7 separate regions of the Mus musculus genome follow, and regions 1, 2, 4, 5, 6 and 7 are each linked to region 3. A link is a contact called in public HiCAR-type, HiChIP or PLAC-seq and promoter capture Hi-C data. All regions are on one chromosome and are shown on one strand. Each heading gives the region's core, a stretch centred on a gene start, on an enhancer-like site or on the middle of the called end of the contact. The rest is flanking DNA. Distances are from core to core; before and after follow the strand shown. Region 1 holds the start of Fam120b (family with sequence similarity 120, member B). Region 2 holds the start of 5830433I10Rik (a long non-coding RNA gene). Region 3 holds the start of Wtap (Wilms tumour 1-associating protein). Region 4 holds the start of Prdm9 (PR domain containing 9). Region 5 holds the start of Dll1 (delta like canonical Notch ligand 1). Region 6 holds the start of Pdcd2 (programmed cell death 2). Region 7 holds the start of Qk (quaking).

What was found. Promoter capture Hi-C pulls out the DNA fragments that hold promoters and counts their contacts. HiCAR-type assays count read pairs that join an accessible place to other places. HiChIP or PLAC-seq counts read pairs in DNA pulled down with a chosen protein or histone mark.
Region 1: a promoter capture Hi-C map of pre-B cells shows a contact between it and region 3, with 4 times the contacts expected there. The contact joins the promoter of Fam120b here to the promoter of Wtap in region 3. A contact is called at or near these places in 4 of 39 promoter capture datasets (the C10 cell line, hippocampal neurons, liver and 1 more), 1 of 484 Hi-C or Micro-C datasets (B cells), 1 of 115 datasets of contacts at active chromatin or transcription factors (pro-B cells) and 2 of 9 other capture datasets (adipose tissue and liver).
Region 2: an H3K27ac HiChIP or PLAC-seq map of thymic regulatory T cells shows a contact between it and region 3, with 10 times the contacts expected there. The contact joins the promoter of 5830433I10Rik here to the promoter of Wtap in region 3. A contact is called at or near these places in 2 of 39 promoter capture datasets (liver and pre-B cells), 4 of 115 datasets of contacts at active chromatin or transcription factors (astrocytes, cardiomyocytes, large pre-B cells and 1 more) and 2 of 9 other capture datasets (adipose tissue and liver).
Region 4: a contact with region 3 is called in a HiCAR-type map of astrocytes, with 4 times the contacts expected there. The contact joins the promoter of Prdm9 here to the promoter of Wtap in region 3. A contact is called at or near these places in 2 of 115 datasets of contacts at active chromatin or transcription factors (astrocytes and large pre-B cells).
Region 5: a promoter capture Hi-C map of pre-B cells shows a contact between it and region 3. The contact joins the promoter of Dll1 here to the promoter of Wtap in region 3. A contact is called at or near these places in 3 of 39 promoter capture datasets (cranial neural crest, liver and pre-B cells).
Region 6: a promoter capture Hi-C map of hippocampal neurons shows a contact between it and region 3, with 19 times the contacts expected there. The contact joins the promoter of Pdcd2 here to the promoter of Wtap in region 3. A contact is called at or near these places in 4 of 39 promoter capture datasets (cranial neural crest, hippocampal neurons, liver and 1 more), 2 of 115 datasets of contacts at active chromatin or transcription factors (astrocytes and large pre-B cells) and 2 of 9 other capture datasets (adipose tissue and liver).
Region 7: an H3K27ac HiChIP or PLAC-seq map of embryonic stem cells shows a contact between it and region 3, with 5 times the contacts expected there. The contact joins the promoter of Qk here to the promoter of Wtap in region 3. A contact is called at or near these places in 6 of 39 promoter capture datasets (the HPC-7 cell line, hematopoietic stem and progenitor cells, liver and 2 more), 1 of 484 Hi-C or Micro-C datasets (CD4 T cells), 1 of 115 datasets of contacts at active chromatin or transcription factors (embryonic stem cells) and 2 of 9 other capture datasets (liver and pancreatic islet).

What each region holds. Positions count from the first base shown.
Region 1 is chr17:15,394,948-15,397,933 of GRCm38.p6, reverse strand. Fam120b (family with sequence similarity 120, member B) reads right to left here and starts at 1,688. Exons shown (of 11, transcript NM_024203.3): 1 at 1,374-1,688.
Region 2 is chr17:15,703,908-15,707,161 of GRCm38.p6, reverse strand. It overlaps 5830433I10Rik (a long non-coding RNA gene), which reads left to right and starts at 1,785. Exons shown (of 2, transcript XR_001782213.2): 1 at 1,785-2,848. It overlaps Chd1 (chromodomain helicase DNA binding protein 1), which reads right to left and starts at 2,195. Exons shown (of 36, transcript NM_007690.3): 1 at 1,850-2,195; 2 at 23-222. The coding sequence starts at 75.
Region 3 is chr17:12,990,428-12,993,524 of GRCm38.p6, reverse strand. Wtap (Wilms tumour 1-associating protein) reads left to right here and starts at 1,266. Exons shown (of 8, transcript NM_001113533.1): 1 at 1,266-1,448.
Region 4 is chr17:15,561,625-15,564,609 of GRCm38.p6, reverse strand. It overlaps Prdm9 (PR domain containing 9), which reads left to right and starts at 1,279. Exons shown (of 10, transcript NM_144809.3): 1 at 1,279-1,389; 2 at 1,673-1,796; 3 at 2,088-2,195. The coding sequence starts at 1,321.
Region 5 is chr17:15,374,360-15,377,678 of GRCm38.p6, reverse strand. Dll1 (delta like canonical Notch ligand 1) reads left to right here and starts at 1,856. Exons shown (of 11, transcript NM_007865.3): 1 at 1,856-2,492; 2 at 2,720-3,013. The coding sequence starts at 2,439.
Region 6 is chr17:15,525,847-15,528,760 of GRCm38.p6, reverse strand. Pdcd2 (programmed cell death 2) reads left to right here and starts at 1,460. Exons shown (of 6, transcript NM_008799.2): 1 at 1,460-1,770; 2 at 2,149-2,388. The coding sequence starts at 1,488.
Region 7 is chr17:10,317,893-10,321,029 of GRCm38.p6, reverse strand. Qk (quaking) reads left to right here and starts at 1,669. Exons shown (of 8, transcript NM_001159517.1): 1 at 1,669-2,298. The coding sequence starts at 2,157. Gm46608 reads left to right here. Exons shown (of 1, transcript XM_017317774.2): 1 at 1-1,379. The coding sequence starts at 685. The coding sequence ends at 1,311. Cahm (colon adenocarcinoma hypermethylated RNA) reads right to left here and starts at 1,111. Exons shown (of 1, transcript NR_037588.1): 1 at 1-1,111.

The DNA.
Region 1 (2,986 bases), core at 439-2,938, 2.4 Mb before region 3:
TTATTGTTTTTCTTTATTGCTAAAAGCATGTAATGAAGTTCTTTGTTCCCTAAAGGAGTTATTACAAGATGACTGAAAAAAAAAAAACCAACATACAAATAAATTAGGAATTTTACAGCTAGACAACAGGTTAAGTCTTAATAGGCATATAAGAAGTAAATAGATGCTGAGACAAGGAAACTCTCCAAATAGCTCACTCCTACTCCTACAACATAGTCGTCCTTGTAGGCTGCTCAAAATACAGCCTGAGAGCTCTGAGAATTCCAAGCAGTAGGGTGGGCTTTTCTACCCTGAAATGTCTCCCATACGCTAGGATCAATGCTTATTTGGAAAAAATAAATGAATAAAACCAGGGGCAGATGGATGTATTAAGTGAGATCAAGAACCAATTCACAGTTTATAGACTCCCATTATAGCCAGAGAGAGCGATGGAGAGAAATAATGCCTAACAATAAAATTAAAACTATTTATACTTGGTATTAAGTTCTGTAGCAACAATTGATAGCATTATGTGGAATGCATCCTTCTTACCAAGGTGGAGTCAACTCAGAAAGTAAATGAAATTAGTTTAGTATCTGCAACACAGAAGTTACAATGCTCTACCCAATGACCAGGCCTTTCTTTCAAATACCAAGCACACCTTGAAGATGGTGGAAATGGGGAGGGGAAAACTGGGACAAGAACACTTGCAAAGCAGCAACATAAGATAAATAGCAAGTTGTAAAGGCTCTATAATTATGAACAGAGGGGTGTTGTATTCACAGTACACTGAAATCAAGGACTCCGAAGCCAAAGCTTGGATTCGTGAACTTTTCATTATCAGTTCCATAAATATATCCAGACTCCAGTTCAGAGATAAGAGTAGAGTCTTTGAGTGTGGAAAATAAATGATTTCAAATGCTCTCCACGTAAGTTTTTTGGGGGGGGCCAAAGGTGTTCACAGATATAAACGTCTGGAAGACTGGCTGAACAGATATTTTTTTTAAACTGGGAGGTGCTATAGTCAAGGTGGGGGCAAGAGAAATAACGCATCAGTTGCTGGTGCCTTTCAAAAACAGGTAAAGAAAAAAGTAGCCAGGCGTTCGTACACTAACCTAATGTCAGTCGAGGTCAGGAGCTATCCTCTAATGGATGGGAGATAGGGAAAATGATGAGAGACATTGGACGTGGGTAACAGCAAGTCCCTAAGGTGGAAAGATCTGAGAGCATATGTAGGCCGAAATCAAACGGATGGTCCCCTCCCCAGAGGAACTCAACACAGCTGAGGCCCAGCCCCTTCGCCTCTCCATCACTTAAGGTCCTACAACCTCCCAACCTGGTTTCCAGTTACCAGTTCTTCCCTCCCCAGCCGCTACCAGAGTCTGAGAGTCTACCTCGCTGGTCCTCAGTGTCCTGCAGCTGGGCTCAGGAAGAGTCTCCACCCCGCTCCACCTGCAAGTGGATGGCTGCCTCTCCCCTCCACCCAGGGAGGAACAGCCAGGACGCAGAGAAGCCAGGATGCGGAGGGGCGTGGCCACGGCGAGGATAGTGGACTTGATGCTGGAAGGAGTCTGGGGTAGGGAGATGCGACAGCAGAGATCCAGGGCCGATTCCCCAGCCTGGCCTACCCAAAGCTCAGCAGTGGCCGCAGACTGCGTCAACCAGATTTCAGACCCACAGTCTACGGCGTGCTCACTTCCGCTTCCGTTATTGAACTTCCGCCCGGAGAAGTGTCTGGTTAGACAAAGTGAAGCTTGTGCTTATATAACTGGAAGTAAAGGACGAAGAGACGAAAGGGATGTAGTACGCAAGCGCTAGAGCGGGAGGCGAAGTGGGTGGCACCCAGGAAGAAGGAAGCTTTAACCCGTTGCCTAGCAACCGGGGAATAGCCTAGGACGCCTGCACGCCGCTGGATAGCCGGACTGGGAAAAGTGTGTTTGTCCCATAGGCTAAGTCTTCAGGCTGAGTGGCAGCCTGCACTAGCACTGGGTGCCTTGCTCCGGTAATGCACGCACACAGGCTGCAGCGGATAGTCACTGGAAACCCTTTTAAATGCCACAGACCACAGCTTGCAACCACGCAGAGTATGGGAAGCTGCGAGGATCCTGGTTTGGTCTTGAATCCCCTTAGGAGTACCAGTACTGAAAGGCGGCACAGCTTGGACAAGGAGCATCAAGGGCCGAGAGTCCACTTACAGAGTTGTCATAGGCAATAATGCTGGTCATTTTATTGGGTGAAGTGGCCATCCTTGTGGGCTACATTCAGGCTGTCTAGTATTTTGGATGGAAATCTCCAATAAGCTAAAGCATCCTTTGTGTCGGTAGCCCCCAACTTGGGGTGCTGGAAACATTTGGATCTCAAGATTACAGTTTTAGCTGTTGAGTCACAGCTTGTGCTAGCCTTATGGTAGAGGGGTTCTCTGCCTTTAGCTTTACAGCTCCAGGATGCGTCCTCAGCTGCCAGAGGTAGCAACTCGGTGACTTTCTGGGACTCTTTAGAGCAGCTGGCGCTTGCATTCAGTAGTGTTTTATCTTTTGCAGTTTCTGTTCTCCTCTATGCTATACTTTCCCAACACTCCCGTAGTCCTTCACAGTCTTAGCACTCCATGGCCTCTACAACAGCCCTCTATTGGTTTCTGTTGGGTGCTGTACCTGTTCTTTATGCAACCGACGCAAGCTACCCTACCCGGGATCAAGACTACAAGGAGGCATCAGTACCACTTGGAGTAAATTTTATTGGCAGCACAGGGGCAACTTGCAGAAAAACAAAGCAAAGCAAACAACCACAACAAAAAACTTTCTCCTGTATACTGCCATTGGGCTGGGGTCACTGAGTAGGGTGATCTAAGAGCCATCTCAAGGTGTCATGGTCAGTTTCCCAAGGCCATGAAACTGCTGGGTGGTGGTTGATTGTAATGGTTCCCCTGACTGAAACAAAGTCTCTGTGGCATCTACAGTTGCCGTGAAGTCTTCTCTGGACATTGGTAGCTAGAATAGAGCAGTAATCA
Region 2 (3,254 bases), core at 536-3,035, 2.7 Mb before region 3:
CTGGTTTAAAGAACTTGCTTACCTTGATTCTCCGCTGCCATTTCTAACACTTTCTTCATCACTGTGTCCATTCATTGTAAATATCAAGAAGTTTTAAATAAAACAAAAATCCCCTCAGATTAATAAAAGATGAGTATGAATGCAGATTTCCTCGAATATCAAAATTTCAAAGATGAATTTTCTTCAACATTCACGGGTTTCCTGGGGCTCTCTCTGTGTCACCTGCGGGAAATAGATTAGCAGTTAAGAATATGTGCTGTAGGAAAAGATGTAAGCCCGACTTAGAACTCCCAGAAATGGACCTAGGCCATCAGACTAGAGGTGGCTCGAAGGCCCAGACGCCTTTCACGTACAAGAACTAGGCATCTATTAAGTGCATTCTTGCTTGCTAGGACTTAGCCTGCCACTGCTAGTGCTGTTTTGACAGAAGAGCAACAAACTTTCCAGACTAATTACTACTGTGTAGCACTATTTATATAGATTCCTAAAACAAAGTAACATATACATACTCCCAAAGAGGAGAAAATGCTACTCGGTAACTTCGACAAACAAACGACGAGAGGGTAAGGGTTATGTTTACTGAAGCACTAACTCCTATTACTAAGAACTTCATATCCAGCTAAGGAAAGTTTTTAAATGTTCATTCGGAAAAGAGAGTAATAAAAGGTTATCATGATCTTAGCAAAACTACAAACGTCAAAACAGACAGTTTTTACCAGGTAAACCAATGGTAGAGTGGAAAAAAAAATTATATACCCAGTAAGGTACTTAAGACGCCTTGAAAAAAAACATAAAAAGGCAATACAAAGAATACACACTGTATCTTATTTTCAAGGCAAACGACGGGGACGGGGGTGGGGAGCAAGACAATATTTCCACCTCTCAAGATTTCCGCCAGAGCACTAGAGTCACCTACAAGCCAACCACGAATAAACAAAGGAGATCTCTGGCAGGGGAGGGAGAGGAAGAAGCGGGGGAAGGAGACGTCAGATCCTTCCCCAGCCAGAAAGTACCACCAAGACACACTCGGGACGCAACAGAGTTGTCCTCCGACTCCAGCAGAGACTTAACTGATTATTTCCACTCCAAAGAACAGAGGGGCCAAACAGGCTGCTGCCACCTCCGCCCGGGGGGCCGACTCTGCACCTGGATCAGGATTTCCAACCTGCAGAGCTCAGTCTCCATACCTCTGGGAGAACAGGTCACCTAAGATCCACAGCACTCAACAGTAATTCCTAACGTTAACTATTAATTCCAGCCCCGGTGAAACCGGCCGAAGTCCTCCACCTCCTCTCCGCAAAGTCTGCGCTGAGAAAGTTCACTCGCCTAGGCGCTTTCCCTTTCACCTTCCTCTCGCCCCTCAAGATGGCTTTCCCCGTCCGCTGGACTTCCTTTCCAGCCTCGCCTCCTTTCTCCGTCCGGCCCTAAGTTCTCCTCCGAGCGCCCGGACTCCGGACGCTCCCGCGTCTCAACAATAAGAGCCCCCGAAGTGGCCAGGGCTCCCTCTGCAGCCTCCTTCCCCGCCTGGCAGTTGCCGGGCTCCCGGCTAAGTTTGCCGGGCGGCGCCGCGCGGGGCCGCTGCACCTTCTCCCCGCAGCCGGGCGCCGCGGCCTCCTTCCCGCCTCCCGCTCCCGCAGCCCCGCCGCGCGCCCTCCCGGGCTCGCCCGGCCACCGCCCCCTCCCCCCCACCCGCCCCGCGCTCCCACGTGCTGGTCCCCTCCGCGCGCCGGGCAGCGCCGCCAGGCCGCTGAGGATGCGCCGGGCCGCTCTCCCACGCCCCCGGCGCCGCGCCGGGCCTCGCGGGCCTCGCCCGCTCCCGGCCTCCCCGGCCTCGCCGACCCGTCCTTACCGGCGGGCACAGGGCGAAGGGTGGCGCGGGCCGGCGCCTCGGGCGGAGGATGCCCCGCGCGGGGGCCCGCGATCCTGGATGCCCAGGCCGCGGGACCCGCGCCGCGGACGGCAGAGGGGGAGGGGAGGCAGCGGGCGGAGACGCGCGGAGCTGGGGAGCGGGTCCGACGATCAGTTCATCTCCGGGCGCCCGGGCCGAGCGGGAAGTACCGAGGGCGCCTCCTCCGTCCGCGCTCCCGCCCCGCCGCTTATCGGCCGCCGGCAGCCGCCATGACGCCAAGACCGCGATCGAGCGCAACCGTCTCCGCCGCGCGGCGCCGCCGAGGTCGCTGTCGCCTCCGCCTCCCGAGCGACGTCACCGCCTCGGTTCACTCCCCTTCCCGGCGCGCGGCGGCGGCGCGCACGCCCGGCCTTTCCGCCGACGCGCGGGGGCGGGGCGGGGCGGGGCGGGGCGCCGAGGTGGTGCACGCCCCTCGGGGAAAGCCACCGAGTCCAGCCCAGGCTCGGCCTTCGCACTCGTAACCGGCGCTACCCCTGGCGTTCGTGGGGCTCCCGGGGATGGGCGCTCTGGTCACGGCACGGATGCGCAGGGATCCAGAGCGGGGGCCCAGGACTGCCTGCGGTGGGGGCCGGCCGCGCGCGCCGGGTGTCCGGAGTCCGGTCGGAGCTGCTGCGTCACCCGGGCAGCTAGAGAACTATTGGGCAACCTAGTCGCCTCCCGCTGCGATCTTTGCCTGGGCGACCAGCGACTAAGTCTCCTCCCGGGCGGGGCTTTAGTGAAAGAGAGAAAATAGAGTTCGAGCTGCTGACCTCCCAGGACGCTCCTTGATTCGTGTGTGGGTGGCCCATGCCTGGTTCATAAAAGAACTTTTACAACTGTGCCTGCCTAGATCGCTCCCTGGAATGCGGGTGGAAGGGTGCCGTGCGGAATCGGAACTGGAGGGGCGTTGGTAACTGGATCTAAGGTGCTGCAGCTTAGTTGACAGTTACTGTCATTACTGTATCCGCAGGCCTCAGTATGTCGAAGCAGAATCTCTTCAAGCGTGGTGATGTAGCAATCTATGTACGGTTTTCAATTTTGTTTTTATTATGCTTTTTGGTTTTGAAAGAGCGTTTTATTATGTAGCCCAGGGTGGCCTCAGGGTGATCCTTCGAAGTTTAGGCATTACAGGCAGGCGTGTGCCATCACCACAAGGCTGACTGTTTTTGCAAGGATTTGGAACTTTGTTTGCTTACTTGTTTTTAAATCAAAATTCTTTCTGATTTCATTACCTGGCCTGCAAATAAAAGATTCTTTAAAGACAGTATACAAAGCCAGGCTGGTCTTCCACTTCTCCATCTCCCTGCCTCAGCCTCCGGAGTGGTAGTAAAGGAATTGCTGGTGTACCCACCTTGTGGGTCTAACT
Region 3 (3,097 bases), core at 17-2,516:
CCGCTATCAATTTTAATTTGAATTGATTCCTTTCAATTTGTTTTGGACTCTGGAGGGATTTTCTTGTTTTACCTATTCGTTTCATAAGTTTTGAAAACTCACAAGTCTTGCTGTTTCTACCTTTATCTCCTACAGCCATTACCCTCTTTTGAGTAACTATTAAGTTTCTGCAATATTCTTCCATTTTCTCGATATGTGCCTACATATATGTGTATATGTATTTCTACACCTTGCTTTATTCACTCAAGCCAGGACTCATTCCAAAGTAACACATAACTATTAATGTCTGCATCCTCACCAGGAAACAGGATTTCAATGTATATTTCCATTATAAACAAAGTTGATCCTCCTTCTATGGAATATTTTAAGGATCTGTGAACCATCTGTTCACGTCCTTCTCCATTTTCTTTAGTTTTCCAAGGACCCTGCGATGTAAACTACCTAGTGGTGGCATCTGGTCTCTACTGTAACTGTATCCTTATAAATGATCTCAGGCAGGGCACCTACGCTGGGGATTAACCGGGCTCATAAAACCGACTAAGCCTAAATATGACTGTCCCATCTGGGAAGTGCTGAAGAGACTGCCGAGCACCGCTGTTCTTGCTAGAGTACTCCAGAACCCTCACCCGGCTGCCTTCCCGGGGCTTCCAGTCTGCCCACACGCGCAGCCTCCTGGCTCCTCGACTCAAACCCAAAGACGCCCCGGGGCAAAGCCGGCGGCCCCAAGAACGGCGACGGCTTCTAAGTCCCCCTCCCCCGCCCCCAACTTAAAACGAGGGGCGCTTAAGCATGAAGCCGCTGTCTCCCCGTTCCGGCACGATGCGCGGAAGCATCCTGAGCTGTGAGACTGCCTGGAAGAGCCAATCACGCGCTTGTCGGCTCGGATTCCTCCGCCCAGGCCGCGCAGCAGCCGCAGGTGGCCCCGCCGAGCTTGTCCGGCAGCGGCCGTCGTCCCGAGATGCCTCGCGGGTGACCTCCGACCTCGCGGGCCCGCCCTTCTCTCCGGCCGCTTCCCTTCCCAGCCCCGCTGAGCTTGCAGAGCCCCGACGGGGCCGGTGCGGGCTTCCGCGGACTGTCTCCGTGCGGCGGCGGCGTAGTGCCGCTGCCTCTCCGCGCCCCGAGGTCCCGAGCGGGGCCGAGCCGGCCGCCCCTCGCCCCTTCTCTCCAGAGGCGCCCGGCGCGGTGACCGAGGAGGCGCCCGAGAGGCGCGTCTCGGGTGAGTGGGCCACGGGCGGGGTCTCCGCGGCGCGCTCGGGGCGGGGCGCAGTCCGGGCGGGGCGGGGCCGGCGGCAGGGCCGGCTTTCCTCCCTCAGCGCCATTTTGTGGCTGCGAGACCCGCAAATAAAGGTTCTCGCCAGCGCTGCGGCGGGAGGAGCGCGGGGGGGCCGGCGGCGGCGCGGCCTCGGCCTGTGTGACTGGCGGCGCCCGCGCAGCCTCGGGCTGGGAAGGTAGGTGCAGCCCGCAGCGGGAATGGCCACGAGGGCCTGTGGGGCCGGGGAGCGAGGCGCGGCCGCCCTAGACCCGGGGAAATGCACTCCGGGCCGGAAGGGCGACCGGGCCTGCGGCCGTGCAGGTTTCCCGTTAGGCAGAGCGGTTTGCTGCCCGTGGGGATCCTTGCACCGCTTCGCGGCCATTCTACTTCCGTCCCTGACGGCAGGGGACAGGGCGGGCGTTCCCGCGGCCGGGGAGGCGGGGAGGCCGGAGGCCGCCCTCTCGGGGCTGACTGGCCATGCCGGTCCTTTCCCCGCCTCTGTCGCCCCCTCCCACCTTCCAGGGTTCGTCACCGGGGACCCAGAGGTACCCACAGTTCTGTATGGCACAAGTGAAGCATTCTGTTTTGTTTTTTGGGTTTTTTTTTTGTTAAAAACAATTCCGTACCACGTAGTAGCTTGTCTTTGCAACCACGTTCACCTGTGGACTTCCATTTTTACATAAGTGCATGCATTGTGAGAGTAGTTCTTTTTTTTTTTTTTTTTTGACAGCTTAGTGGAATTTTTCGTGAACTTCTAGTCTAGTTTTGGATTTCTGTATGGCTGATTTGACCGTATTTAAAATTGTTTTGCATAAGACAGCGGGTGCACGGTAGAACAAGACCTAAGTTTTCCTCTCTGTGTACATGTTTTATGGGCGTGGGGGGCGGCTAGGCCTTGTGCATGCACGCTAGGCCAGCCTTCTGCCGTTCAGCAATTCCCCGAGCCCACAGTTCTTGGTTTGAGAATGAGGAAGTCAGTTAATTTGACCCCAAAGGACTAAGAATACACTGTAAGCTGGTTGTAAAGATCGGTGAGCCTGTTAAAGCTTCAAGGAGCATGTTATAATCCTCTACGTTTTATTTACGCCTTTTTCATCGTTTTCACGCTCTACCCTAGCCTTTTCATTTAGTTAATTTTATTGTTTGGAAAGATAGGTGGAAGTCACAGATCAGTTACTACAAATTCTACCTTTCTTTCCCTTTAGCTTATGTTTGAGCTTTGGGACTGGAGAGTTGGCTCAGCAGTTTCTCTTCCAGCACCGGAATGATGGCTCTTGACCATCCTTAACTCTTGTTCTGGAATTTTGACTTCCCACTTCTGACCTCAGTGGGTGGCATCAGGCGTGCACGTGATGCACATATATACGTGCAAAACATTCATAAAACATTTTTAAATGCGGTCTGGAGAGAGATGGTTCAGCGGTTAAGAGAACTGACTGCTCTTCCAAAGGCCTGAGTTCAAATCCCAGCAACCACATGGTAGCTCACAACCACCCATAAAGAGATCTGAAGCCCTCTTCTGGTGTATCTGAAGACAGCTACAGTGTACTTACCATATAATAAATTTAAAAATTTTTTAAATGCCTTTTTTTTAAACGCTTTTTTTTCTTTTAAACCAAGCATCATGTTTTCTTATAGGTAAACATGTAGACGATTTGAAACTATTGAAAACAGACATTTTTGAGGTGGCTAGGTTTCACTCATTCATTCACTACTGCTGGGGCAAGTTAGGGGAGGTTGCAGTCTACAGGATGGCTTCTGATATGATTGAAACTGAATTTTAAGGATTTGGGCAGATGGGTTTCTAAGAGTGCTTTAGTTCTTCACTCTTAAACAGATGAGTGT
Region 4 (2,985 bases), core at 30-2,529, 2.6 Mb before region 3:
GTCAGGTAACACAGCCTGCCACATTGAAAAAGAGGAGTCTGAAGGAACGGACGCCGCACAGAGAACAAGTGTGCGCCTGCGCGCTGGCCACTACCTGATTCGTGCAGGGGCCTGGCAATCCCAGCGAGGGGAGGGGCAGCCTGGAGAAAGCCACGGGCAGGAATTGCACCCTGACTGACAGGCAGAGCTCCGCCCTCCGCTTTTCTTGTTCCCGCCCCTCAGCCAGCTGTCTGTCAATTGGCGGATTCTCCTGTCAGTCAGCCTCGGAACTCCTCAGAGGGACGAACGCCGGCGGTGGCCTCAGAGCCGCGGGATTCTGGACCATGAGTGCAGGCGAAACCTTCAGGACCAGCGAGGCTTTCTAGGCTCAGCCCGTGAGACCCCATATCCCCTAAATTAGATTCGGACCCCCTCAGCGTGACACGCGCGCGCGCGCTCACACGCACACACCCGGTCACCTCAGCTTCTCGGGAACTCCAAACGCCCTTTGGCTGAGTGAGGTCCCAAATGCACTTGTGCGGAACCAACCCAGCCTCTGCCTGAGGAACCTGGGTAGCTCGCCTCAGAGAGACTAAGTTTCCAGACAGGAAACCTGGACTCTCAGCGTAGAGACTCTCCTAAGCCCCAAAGACCCCAGACGCCCTCGGTCTCGAGGACCTGTCTGTCACTCCAGATTGGCTTCCAGAGATCCTAAATGCTCTCGTCCCGCAGGACCCTAAATACCTCCGACGTGACAAATCCCAACTCTTCGTGACATAATCGTCAAATCTCGTCAGACTGCGAGTCTCCAAACCTTATTTCACAGCCTGAAAGACTCCTCTAGCCTACGAACCCAATTCCTTCAATCTGATGCACCCCACTCCTCAGCCCGAGGTCCCCAAAGTTAAAATCTCAGCCAGAGCGTTCCTACATTTTCACCAGAGGGACTTCAATCCCTTGTACTCGGGATTCCCGAATCCATTTACCTGAAAACATCTTTCAGACCCTGGCTGACTCCTTGGTCCAGATGAAGAGCAAGTGGGAATGGGGTGGGGGGGGACACCGGTTGGCGGGAGGAATCTTCCTTCCTTGCTGTCGCAGGTCCTGACCCGGACGGAGGGTCGGTGCCTAGGTTTAGGGCTCAGTCCAGAATCCTTGCTCCTGCACCAGAGTACTAGACCTCGGAGTCCGAAGAAGCTGCCTGTGTTGGCTGCATGGATTCCCAGCCCCTAGCTCCTTCCCATGTGCTGGTGGGCATCTCTGATCGCCTAAGGCCCTTAGTTACCTCTTCATCCATAGGACCATAGGACCCTGGACCTCTCCAGTGAAATGTCCTGCACCATGAACACCAACAAGCTGGAAGAAAATAGTCCTGAAGAAGATACAGGGAAATTCGAGTGGAAACCCAAGGTAGTACGAAGTTATCCTTGAGTCAGGAGGATCATGGGGTGGGCAGAGGCAAACAGCCTTGAGTACCAATACCATATTGATTTTTCCTATGACAAGAAGGTGGGTCCCGATATGTGAGAGAGGAAAGGCTCATTAGCAACTGCTCTGTCAGCATGAACATCCAGTGTTTGCTTAAAGAAGGTTCTGGGAATGGGAGGATAACCTTGGTCACTGAGACCACATTCCAGGGTCCCAAGCCCGGCCCAGCATGTTCCGTTTTTTGTTTTTATTTTTTTTCCCCCAGGTCAAAGATGAATTCAAAGACATTTCCATATACTTCTCCAAAGAAGAATGGGCAGAGATGGGAGAGTGGGAGAAAATTCGCTATAGAAATGTGAAAAGGAACTATAAAATGCTGATTTCAATAGGTAACAAGAAGTCTTCGGTTGAACCAGTCTAGATTAAAAAAATAAAATCTCAGTTCCCATGTTCCCATGTTATGTTAGGGTCTTCCCAGGTATCTACAGTGGTACAGTTCCCAATGGAGACAAGTTTAGAGGAAACGTGTGTGTGTGTGTGTGTGTCTGTGTGTCCAGGACTAAATGTTAGCACTGGCCCTGTAGAGATCTCATCTCCACACCCAGAGCCTACCTGGCCTTGTGATACATTTGTTCCATCCTCTAGGGCCTTTTTAAGAGGAATATTTTGCTGCTTTTCAGGTCTCAGAGCCCCTAGACCAGCTTTCATGTGTTACCAAAGGCAAGCAATGAAACCCCAAATAAATGACAGTGAGGATTCTGATGAAGAGTGGACACCTAAGCAACAAGGTGAGGAGAGGCTAGGAGAGTTTAGAAGTGAGGTGAGGGGGCAGGAGAATTTAGAAGTACCCATCGGAAACCAAGCCAGATTTAGGTTCCATAATGTCTCAGAACCAACTTCTGAAAACTGGGTGTTTCAGAATCAAGGGTCAGCAAACAAACAAGATGCAATGCAAAATTAATAGTAAGAATCTATTCCTGTACATTTTAAAATATGTGAAAACTATATGCTATTTATAAATATAATAAATATGAAATATATACAAATCTGGGCATGAACAAGAAATATCAAACCCAAAGTAGCTAGGATAAGCACCTTACCTAGTCTGTAGCCTGCGTGCTTATTATTAATCATGTAAATATGACCATGGTTGTGCAAATGTCTCTTCAAGATCTTATTTTCACTCTTTATATGTACATAAAGAAATCTAAATCATAAAGTAATTCTATTTTAATTTTTTTTTTTGAGACAGGGTTTCTCTGTGTAGCCCTGGCTTTCCTGGAACTCACTCTGTAGACCAGGCTGGCCTTGAACTCAGAAATCTGCCTGTCTCTGCCCCCCAAGTGCTGGGATTAAAGGCATGGGCCACCACGCCCAGCTCTATTTTAATTTTTGAGGGACTTACTATTTCTGGTAGCTGTGCCATTTTATATTCCCATCAAAGGTGGTCATTCAAGCATTCCAATTTGTCCTCATCCTTGCCATTACTTCTTATGATATATCACTGGGACTTTAATTTTCATTTCCCTGATAACTAATTGTGTTGAACACTTTTTTCTATGCTTGTTGGCCACTTAA
Region 5 (3,319 bases), core at 607-3,106, 2.4 Mb before region 3:
GTGCATTATATACATCTTGCTCCAGATACTGGCCTAAATGATCAAGCTACTCTGCCAGGACAGGGCTCATTCTCACCAACAGGACAGCAACACCTACAGTGAGGACACCTGTCAGGTACACCCTAGGGGCTGTGCTACAATCAAAGGAACACTAGCTCCAAGAATCACACCTCGGGATTCTAATGAAGCTGCCTAGGTGGTGGGGGTGGAGTAAAGAGGCCCCTCTAAAGATGGGAATATACAGCTCATGGCATGCTCAACACAAAGCTAGGTGCTAAGTCAGAGACTATATCTCCATTTACTTTTCTCTGGAGCTTGTAACCAGGGGAGCCGTTTAGGTAATTCATTGTGATACGTGTGTCCTGGGCCCTCCCAATAAACTCATTTCCCTTAAAAAAAAAAAAAGAAAAAAAAGAAAACAAAAGTTCTAGTGTCTGATGGATGTGTAAAAACCTAATAAGGTGACGGTTGTGTAAAGGTTATGTGTTGGGGGGTGAGGTGGGGGGAGTCTTTCAAACATGTGCCGGACATTGTCGCAGAGGCCGCGGCGTGCGCGGAGGGGAGCTCTTTCTCTCCGCATTGTGCAGAGAGCAGGTGCTGTCTGCATTACCATACAGCTGAGCGCACAAAGAGCCACTGATTCAGCCTCGCACAATAACAGACTGCCTTAATGACAGCCACGCGAACGACACACACCAAACTCACTTTTTACCAAGCAGAGGGAGGCCTGAGGGGAATACCCAGGAGAGTGGGACCGGACACCAGTGAAGGTGGTGTTGGTTGAAAATCTCCCGGGAGAGGGTGTGTACACCGGGAAAGGGGTAAGCTTAGCTTTTGGCTCTGCTGGCTCAGGGAATACACTATCCGGACCCCAATTCCCCATTTCCAGTGATCGTGGACAACACGGAGACAGCAGCGCTCCGGGACACTGCGGTGTCTGGGGGTGTCCGGCCCGGATCGCTAGCCCATCGGCACTCTCCGAGGCTCAATCGCCAGGCTTCACCAGAGGTATAAGCGTGCCTAACCTCCCCAAACTTCCCAAACTGCCGGGGTGCTCTTGCCACCCTTTGCCCACCTCTTCAAGGGTCCCTTTCCTACCGGGCACCCCGCCCCCGCCCCCTCCGGGAGACTCCTCCTTAGAAAGAGGCTGCCAGGGAGGAGGGGCAGCAGCAGGGACGCGGGCCTCTAACCTCTCCCCGGTTCCTCAGTCCCTAGGACTGAACAAACGAGGAGAGCCTAGGCGGCTAGTGTTGGAAACGCCAAGGTCCGGAGGCCGCGTCCTGCGAGCGAGTCTAGCGGTGACCGCGAGTGGGAGGCTCAGGCCGCCCAGCGTGCCTAGGGTCTTCGGGCCTGTGGCGGTGGGGCGGTGGGCGACGCGGCCTCAGCTCCAGCTCCGGGAGCAGAGCGGTTCGTCTCCGGGAACGTTTTGCAGGAATGTAAATGAGCGGGTTTTGCGCTGGGGGAGGGAGGCGAAGGGGCGAGGGCGGAGGCAGAGAGGACTAGGGGGCGGGGAGGTGGGGGGCGGGGAGGAGGGTTGCACATTTTACAGCTCACTGACCATTTGGCGATCCATTGAGAGGAGGGTTTGGAAAAGTGGCTCCTTTGTGACAGCTCTCGCCAGATTGGGGGGCTGCTCATTTGCATCTCATTAGTTATGCGAGCGGCCGGCAGGATTTAAGGGTGGCAGGCGCCAGCCCGGGCCAGATCCTCCGGCGTGCACCCGCGGTTACCCTGTCTGACCAGGGCAGGTCACGGGAGAGCACCGGTGCGGCACGGAGCCTCCCACGCTTCGGCCTCCGGTCCTCGGTGTGTGTTCTCGCATGGCATTGGCTGAATTCTTGAGGAAGACGCGAGGCTTGGCGATAGTGCAAGAGATACCGGTCTAGAACACTCTGGGAGCGGCAGCGGCTGCCGAGTGACGCCGGGCCGGGAAACCAGGGCGCGCGCCGCAGTCCTTGCCACCACCGTTCCCACCGCGCCCCTCGGGGCCCCGGATTATCGCCTCACCGGTGGGATTTCCAGACCGCCGCTTCCTAATAGGCCTGCGAAGGAAGCCACTGCAAGCTCTCTTGGGAATTAAGCTGAACATCTGGGCTCTCTTCCCTCTGTGTCTTATCTCCTTTCTCCTCTTTCCCTCCGCGAAGAAGCTTAAGACAAAACCAGAAAGCAGGAGACACTCACCTCTCCGTGGACTGAAAGCCAGACGAAGAGGAAACCGAAAGTTGTCCTTTCTCAGTGCCTCGTAGAGCTCTTGCCGGGGACCTAGCTGAAGGCACCGCACCCTCCTGAAGCGACCTGGCCCTGATAGCACACCTGGAGCCGAGAGACGCCTTTCCGCCAGTACTCCTCGGGTCATATAGACTTTCCTGGCATCCCTGGGTCTTTGAAGAAGAAAGAAAAGAGGATACTCTAGGAGAGCAAGGGCGTCCAGCGGTACCATGGGCCGTCGGAGCGCGCTAGCCCTTGCCGTGGTCTCTGCCCTGCTGTGCCAGGTAGGGGGCCGGGCGGGGCTGCTGCGCGGTGGAGGGAGGGGAGTCGGACCAGCCGATCAGCTGTCCATCCCCAAGTGACTCCGGCAGCGACGACCCCGAGAGCTGCCCGGCAGCGGGCAGCTCCGGATGGGCGCTGAGGTGCGCTCGGCCTCTGCGTCCTAGCAAGGGCCCGCGCGCCCCCGGGTCCCTCCGCCGCCGGCGCGACCTCACGCCCCTTCCCCGCGCAGGTCTGGAGCTCCGGCGTATTTGAGCTGAAGCTGCAGGAGTTCGTCAACAAGAAGGGGCTGCTGGGGAACCGCAACTGCTGCCGCGGGGGCTCTGGCCCGCCTTGCGCCTGCAGGACCTTCTTTCGCGTATGCCTCAAGCACTACCAGGCCAGCGTGTCACCGGAGCCACCCTGCACCTACGGCAGTGCTGTCACGCCAGTGCTGGGTGTCGACTCCTTCAGCCTGCCTGATGGCGCAGGCATCGACCCCGCCTTCAGCAACCCCATCCGATTCCCCTTCGGCTTCACCTGGCCAGTGAGTGGGCACCTGCGCGCACTCGGCTGGGTCTGGAGGGGTAGGGGTGGCTGGTTGGTGGTTGGCAGTGGGAAGAAGGCAAGGGCCACTGATAAGGGTTGGGGAATCCCACAAAGACACGCCTGAGGTCTTGACTTCTTACTGGGAACTGACTGGCAGTTGAGGAGGGGGTGTGGAACCCCAGAGGCTTTTGCAAGCCCTGGGCATTTCTCACACACCTCCTACTTACCTGAAAGGTCGAATGCTTCCCTCCCCTACCCCCAAAGTTGGGAGAGTTCTTGTCCCCTAGCTCTTAGGCCTTGGTTG
Region 6 (2,914 bases), core at 211-2,710, 2.5 Mb before region 3:
GAGCCAAATTTGAATGATCGTAGCCCGGGAACATATATTCATGTCTTCCCAAGTACTATATGTTCCAGTGTGGAAGCACTTTCATGGAGTTTTTATAGTAACAGAACAAAAAGGAAATTTGAAATCAAGGTATTTTAACAATGAATGCATTTGTGGAAACATTAAGTAGTTACAGAGGAATCTCAGTACAGACCTGAGACACCATCTGATAGCATTGTTAGCCTTTTGATTGGTGGAGAATAGCATTTTGTTAATACAGTCCAATAGTCTTTATCTGTTTATCAAGGTGTTAGGTCTGACACAAAAGCGGCCACTAAGGTATCTTTAAGGGGCTAAAGACAACCCAAGAGAAATAGTACCATTTCTAAAGATTCTAAACTCTTCAAAGTCAAAAAGTTTTATTAGTTAACCAGACTTTGTAGACAGCTCCTTTCCAGGAATTCTTGTTTACACTAGCCAAAAAACCCACTGTTGTTTTGTCTTTACATCTTGCTTCCTGTCTAAATCCAACACACAGGGCAGCGAGTATGGGAGCACCCAACTGTGTGAAGCAGAGCGCTATGATTTACGTTTGTTTCGAGTGCTCCTCCTCAACTGTATCCGGTCATCTTTCTCCTCCACCCCAGTTTTGAACATCCTTTAACTGCATGAGGACAGGTTTCAAGGGTCTGTGTGGGTTCGCCCCCAACCTCAATTCTTCCACAGGAGAACAGAGCCTCCCTTTGAAAGAGAAGATAAAAATAGCAAACTTCAACATTAATTATGATTGGCGACATTACTTAGGATGTATTCAGTTTCATAAAACTAAGATAAGAGAATAAGAAACTCTCTGTTCTGAGATAACAGAATAACCTAAACTGCTAACTTCTGCTTTGGGAAGCCTACTTGCCCCTTTCTCTTCCAAAGGAAGCACGCATTTGTTCTCCCTTAAGAAGTGACCACCACCAATATCCACTTAGCAAGTTCCATTTGCTAGAGAAACTGTCATAATAAAAATCTGAAAATTCAGCTTCTGTAAAACTTGCTCAGCTCCGGGAAAAACCTCTTTTGAAGCAGAGATTTTAAAAGACCACTCTAAGATAATCACAAAGATTATGACAATATCTAACGGCATAAACCATGAAATGTTTCTGATCCGGGCTGAGTCTCTTACCCAATAGCGAAAGGCTACAGCTGCGAACTAATTAAAGTTTGTCTTTTGTCCCCGAGTGCTGAGAATGCCCCCACTTCCCTCACTCCAACCTGAGGATCTACAACCGACACCCTAATCTCAGAGGTCTGAAGAGCTTCCGGCCTTCGGATCCCCAGAAACAGTGACAGTTCGATGGAGGTAGTCTTGCTCACCAGCGTCCTTTATTCACTTTTGCTTCCTGCCTATAGGGTTACCTCCAGTCCGGTCCCAGCTCGAGATCTGACCCCGCCTCCCGCCTTCCGGCCTAACACGTGACCGCCCTCTTCCGGCCTGGTGGCAGAGTCCTGCTGCGAGCATGGCTGCAGCCGCCCCTGGTCCTGTGGAGTTGGGCTTCGCCGAGGAGGCACCGGCCTGGAGGCTGCGCAGCGAGCAGTTTCCCAGCAAAGTGGGCGGGCGGCCCGCGTGGTTGGGCTTGGCGGAGCTGCCGGGGCCCGGGGCGCTGGCGTGTGCGCGCTGCGGCCGCCCGCTCGCCTTCCTGCTGCAGGTGTACGCACCGCTGCCGGGCCGGGACGACGCCTTCCACCGCAGCCTCTTTCTCTTCTGCTGTCGCGAGCCGCCGTGCTGCGCCGGCCTGCGAGGTGAGCGGCCGCCGGGACAGGACCCGGGCGAGGGTTGCCACGGGGGCTGAACCCTGGACGTAGGACGATCGGTTGGCGCGAGTGGTTGTATTCAGGTACCGGAATTGTCTTAGAATCGTGTCCCTTTCATCCTGGGCACGGACTCCTTAAAGCCAATTTCTCTTGTCAGACGGAACTCTTCCCGGGTTTAAAAGCTCTTTAGCTTTTATTTTTATTCCCTTTCATATAAAAACCGCCCCCCCACCCCGAAAGCAAAAACCTTAGGTTTTCCTTAAATGAGGTTTTATGAGGTGAAGCACCGAAAACGGTTCAAATGTTTCAATTATTTTGTTTCACGGAAAGATAATCTCACGTACCCCTTTCTCCTCTTCATTTCAGTTTTTCGTAATCAGCTACCAAGGAACAACGCATTCTACTCCTATGAGCCCCCTTCTGAAACAGAAGCTTTGGGTACGGAATGTGTGTGCCTCCAGCTCAAGTCTGGAGCCCATCTCTGTCGGGTTTGTGGTTGCTTGGCCCCTATGACATGCTCTAGGTGCAAACAGGCACATTACTGCAGCAAGGAGCATCAGACATTAGACTGGCGGCTGGGACACAAGCAGGCTTGTACACAGTCAGGTAAGACAACTTAGCCTTACCGTCTCTGTCAACTGAGGTACTCCAGTTTCTGGTTAAACTTGAAATTAGAAAACATACTTTAAAAGTTTTAGGAACTGGTAACATGAACACTTCGCTAATCTAAAACACAACCAGCTTTATTTTTTTATTAGATATTTTCTTTATATACATTTCAAATGCTATCCCGAAAGTTCCCTATACCCCCCCCCCCCCCCCCAGCCCTGCTCCCTTACCCACCCACTCCTGATTCTTGGCCCTGGTGTTCCCCTGTACTGGGGCATATAAAGTTTGCAAGACCAAGGGGCCTCTCTTCCCAGTAATGGCCGACTAGGCCATCTTCTGCTACATATGCAGCTAGAGACACGAGCTCTGGGGTACTGGTTAGTACAACCAGCTTTATTAACAGGTAGTATTATTAAGAGTAGTTAACCGTGGTCATGCAAAAAGCGTTACAATCACATTCATGCATCCCTGATCCGAATAATGAATTCTTAATTGTTCAGTGTCTTTGTAGACTGTATCTCTC
Region 7 (3,137 bases), core at 420-2,919, 2.7 Mb after region 3:
CTTTCACTAATTTATTGTTTAGAGATAATTAAGGGATTATCTATAGTACTAAGAACTACTATAGCCATTGTTGGAAAATTAAAATTATTTCAATTACATGTTAACTTTGTTCATCATTTGCTCTAAAAAACGTAGTTTAATGGACAACTAGAAAACCAAAACCCAAACCAACCCAAACTGTAGTCTTTAAATAAAATAATCAGAAGCTACTGGCCAGGAAAAGAGTAAAATTGCTTTAAATACCGTTGGTACCACACAAACTTCGAAAATGCTCTTTAGAAATCGCGTAAATCAAAGTTTAAAACAACAACAACAAAAAAAGCAATCCAACTAGCCTGCTTACGTACACATTTAAAATACAGTGAGATGATTCCCAGAAAATTATAGCCAGGGCCAACTCTCAAAATGGTTAATTTGACAATCTTGTCTACATTTTAATGGAGCATGTTATAGAGAACTTGCAACAAAACAGGGATGATGCAGATTTAATGACCGACAGCTTCTATAAATCGCAGGACTTCATTGCTGCAATTCGGAACATTGTTTCCGAAACAAATGTAACCGGCAGAACTTCCTCTACACGCCATAGAAAGCCCCTGTCCTGGCCCTCTGCCTGTCATTTATTTATTTATTTTTGTCAAGTAGGTAAAAATAGGCGTTGGCCACTTCGTTTTTTCCCCGAATATGTACTCCTCACACAGGCTCCCTTGTGCGGGGGCCGCACCGCTGAGGAGCCAGCGCCTCCGCCACCAGGGACTGGAACCTGCGGTGAGGATTAACGGAACCGCGCGTCACGCCGCATGGAACAGAGCCCGCCCGCACGCCCGTGGGTGCGCACGCGTGTGCCGTCTCCGCCCACGGTCCGGGGCCGCCTCGCAGCCCACGGCAACGCGAGGCCCGTCACGCGTGGCGCTGGCTCCAGGGGAAACCTCACTGGAGTCCCTACCGCCGGAGACACTTGCGGTGTGGGCGCCCACGCCAACTCAGTCCGCCGCCACCTCGCACCCCAAGCGATCCGACGGCCGGGTTTCCCGCCCCGCGAGGTGGGCGCCGCGCCAGAACGGTTCGGTCCCGCTCCTCCGTCCGCAGGCCATCTTCGTCCCGCTCCACCCCCACGCAGGCGCGCTCCAGGCCCGCTTCCCCCCCACCCCCCGCCCCCACGGCGCGCTCTCCGCCAGGTGGGGCGGAGCGACCCTCGGAAGGGGCGTGGTCACAGTCCTCGACGCGCGCACGCGCTCTCAGCCTCTCGGCTACGTGTCTGGACACGTGACGCCCACCCGAGAGTCCCCAGTGAAGCAACAGGACGTTTAAAAAAAAAAAATTTTTTTTTTTTTGAGGGGGTAGCGAGGAAGGTGGACGAAGAGGTTTAAGAAAAAAAAAAAAAACCCAAACTATAGTAACGCGCGCGGACGCGAGGCCCGGGCGGCGGCGAGCGCAGCGCGTCGCGGAGAGTCCCGCCGGGATTCCTCTCAGCCGCCGCACCCGACCGCGCCCGCCGCCTCAGCAACAGCGCGCCGACGAGCCAGCGCCGCCGCCCGCGTCCCCCTCAGCCGCGACCCCGGCCCCGCGCGGGCGGCCACCGGCGCGCGTCCTCCCCGCCGCGGCCCGGCCCTGCGCCGGCCGTCCCGCCCGAGCGGCCAGGGGCGGCGGCGCCGCCTGAACTGAGGCGAACTCCGCCGCCAAGTGAGTGAGGAGGAGGAGAGCCGCGGAGGAAGAGGAGGAGCGCAGTCGGAGCGCGGCGGCGGCGGCGGCGGCGGTAACGCGGAGCGCCGCGGCGGACAGCACCGCAGACTCGCGAGCTCCGGCGCAGGCGGCGCGACCGGCCGACGAGCGGCCCCCCGGCTCCTCGCGGCGCAGCGGCCCCGCGCCGCGCTCGGCCCGAGACCCGCCTCTGCCGCCGGCCTCGCGAGGGGAGCCGCGCCGGGCGGCCGAGGAGCGGCGGCCGCGGCGCGTCGGGCCGGGCGAAAGTGCCTGCGGGGGGCGGGCGGGCGCGCGGAGCCGGCCGCCCCGGGGCTCGGCGCGGGAGCCGGAGCGGGAGCCGGCGCGGAGCGGGACGCCGCGTCCCGAGCGGCCGGCGGCCGGAGCTCGCCCCCGCCCCTCCCTCCTCTCCTCCGGCGGCGGCGGCGGCGGGCGGAGTGAGCTGCGGAGCCTGGAATATGGTCGGGGAAATGGAAACGAAGGAGAAGCCGAAGCCCACCCCAGATTATTTGATGCAGCTGATGAACGACAAGAAGCTCATGAGCAGCCTGCCCAACTTCTGCGGGATCTTCAACCACCTCGAGCGGCTGCTGGACGAAGGTGAGGCGCCCGGCCCCGGCGCGGCGGCCCGGGATGGCGGGGCGGCGGGAAGGTCAGGCGGGCGGGCGGGCGGGCGCACAAAGGCGGCGCGGGCGGCTCGCGGCCCGGCCGGGGCCGGGCCAGGCCCGAGGGCGGACCCGGGAGCGCGCGGGGCTGCGGGGCTGCGGCCGGCTCCCGACGGCGCGGCGGCTAGGCTCCCCGCCATCCCGGCCATCTCGGCCGGCCCGGCGGGGCCACGCGATTCCCCGAGCTCCGCCTCGCCTGGCCCGCGGAGCCCCGGCTTAGCGGGCTCTTTTCGGTAGAGTTGCGTGGCCCGCAGTACCCGATCGGACCCCGAGATGTCCAGGAATCACGTAGGGTACCGAAGAAAAGTAGTGCTTATGTGGCCGAAGGCGAGGACGAAATGACAGAGTAGAACACTTTTTGTCCTTTTGTTTGGGGAAGCGAGAACTGTTTGGGAGTTTAACTTCACTTTTTTTTTTTTCTTTAGTCTGTGGTGGTGGTGGTGGGGGAGGAGTACGAAATACCGCGAGGACAGACCTGAACGGAATCCGAGTTTGGAAGAACTGGGGCGGAGGGTTCGCTCCCGGCGTAGCCGCCTGCGTTTGCAGGGCGGGGAGCTGGAAGTTTGAAAGGACGGGGATAAAATAGAGCAGAAGTTTGCACAAGCCGAGTTAGGAGCGCTGTGGGGAGCGAAGACTGACTGGAGATTAATGCTGGTCAGCTCTGGAATTCCTTTAGGAACTACTCATAGCAGCGACCTGGAGTGTTAGTTCCCAGTAGCTGTAGGTTTCTGTGGACGCCCGGGGCGGGGTTGGGGGGTGGGATAGGACCAACAA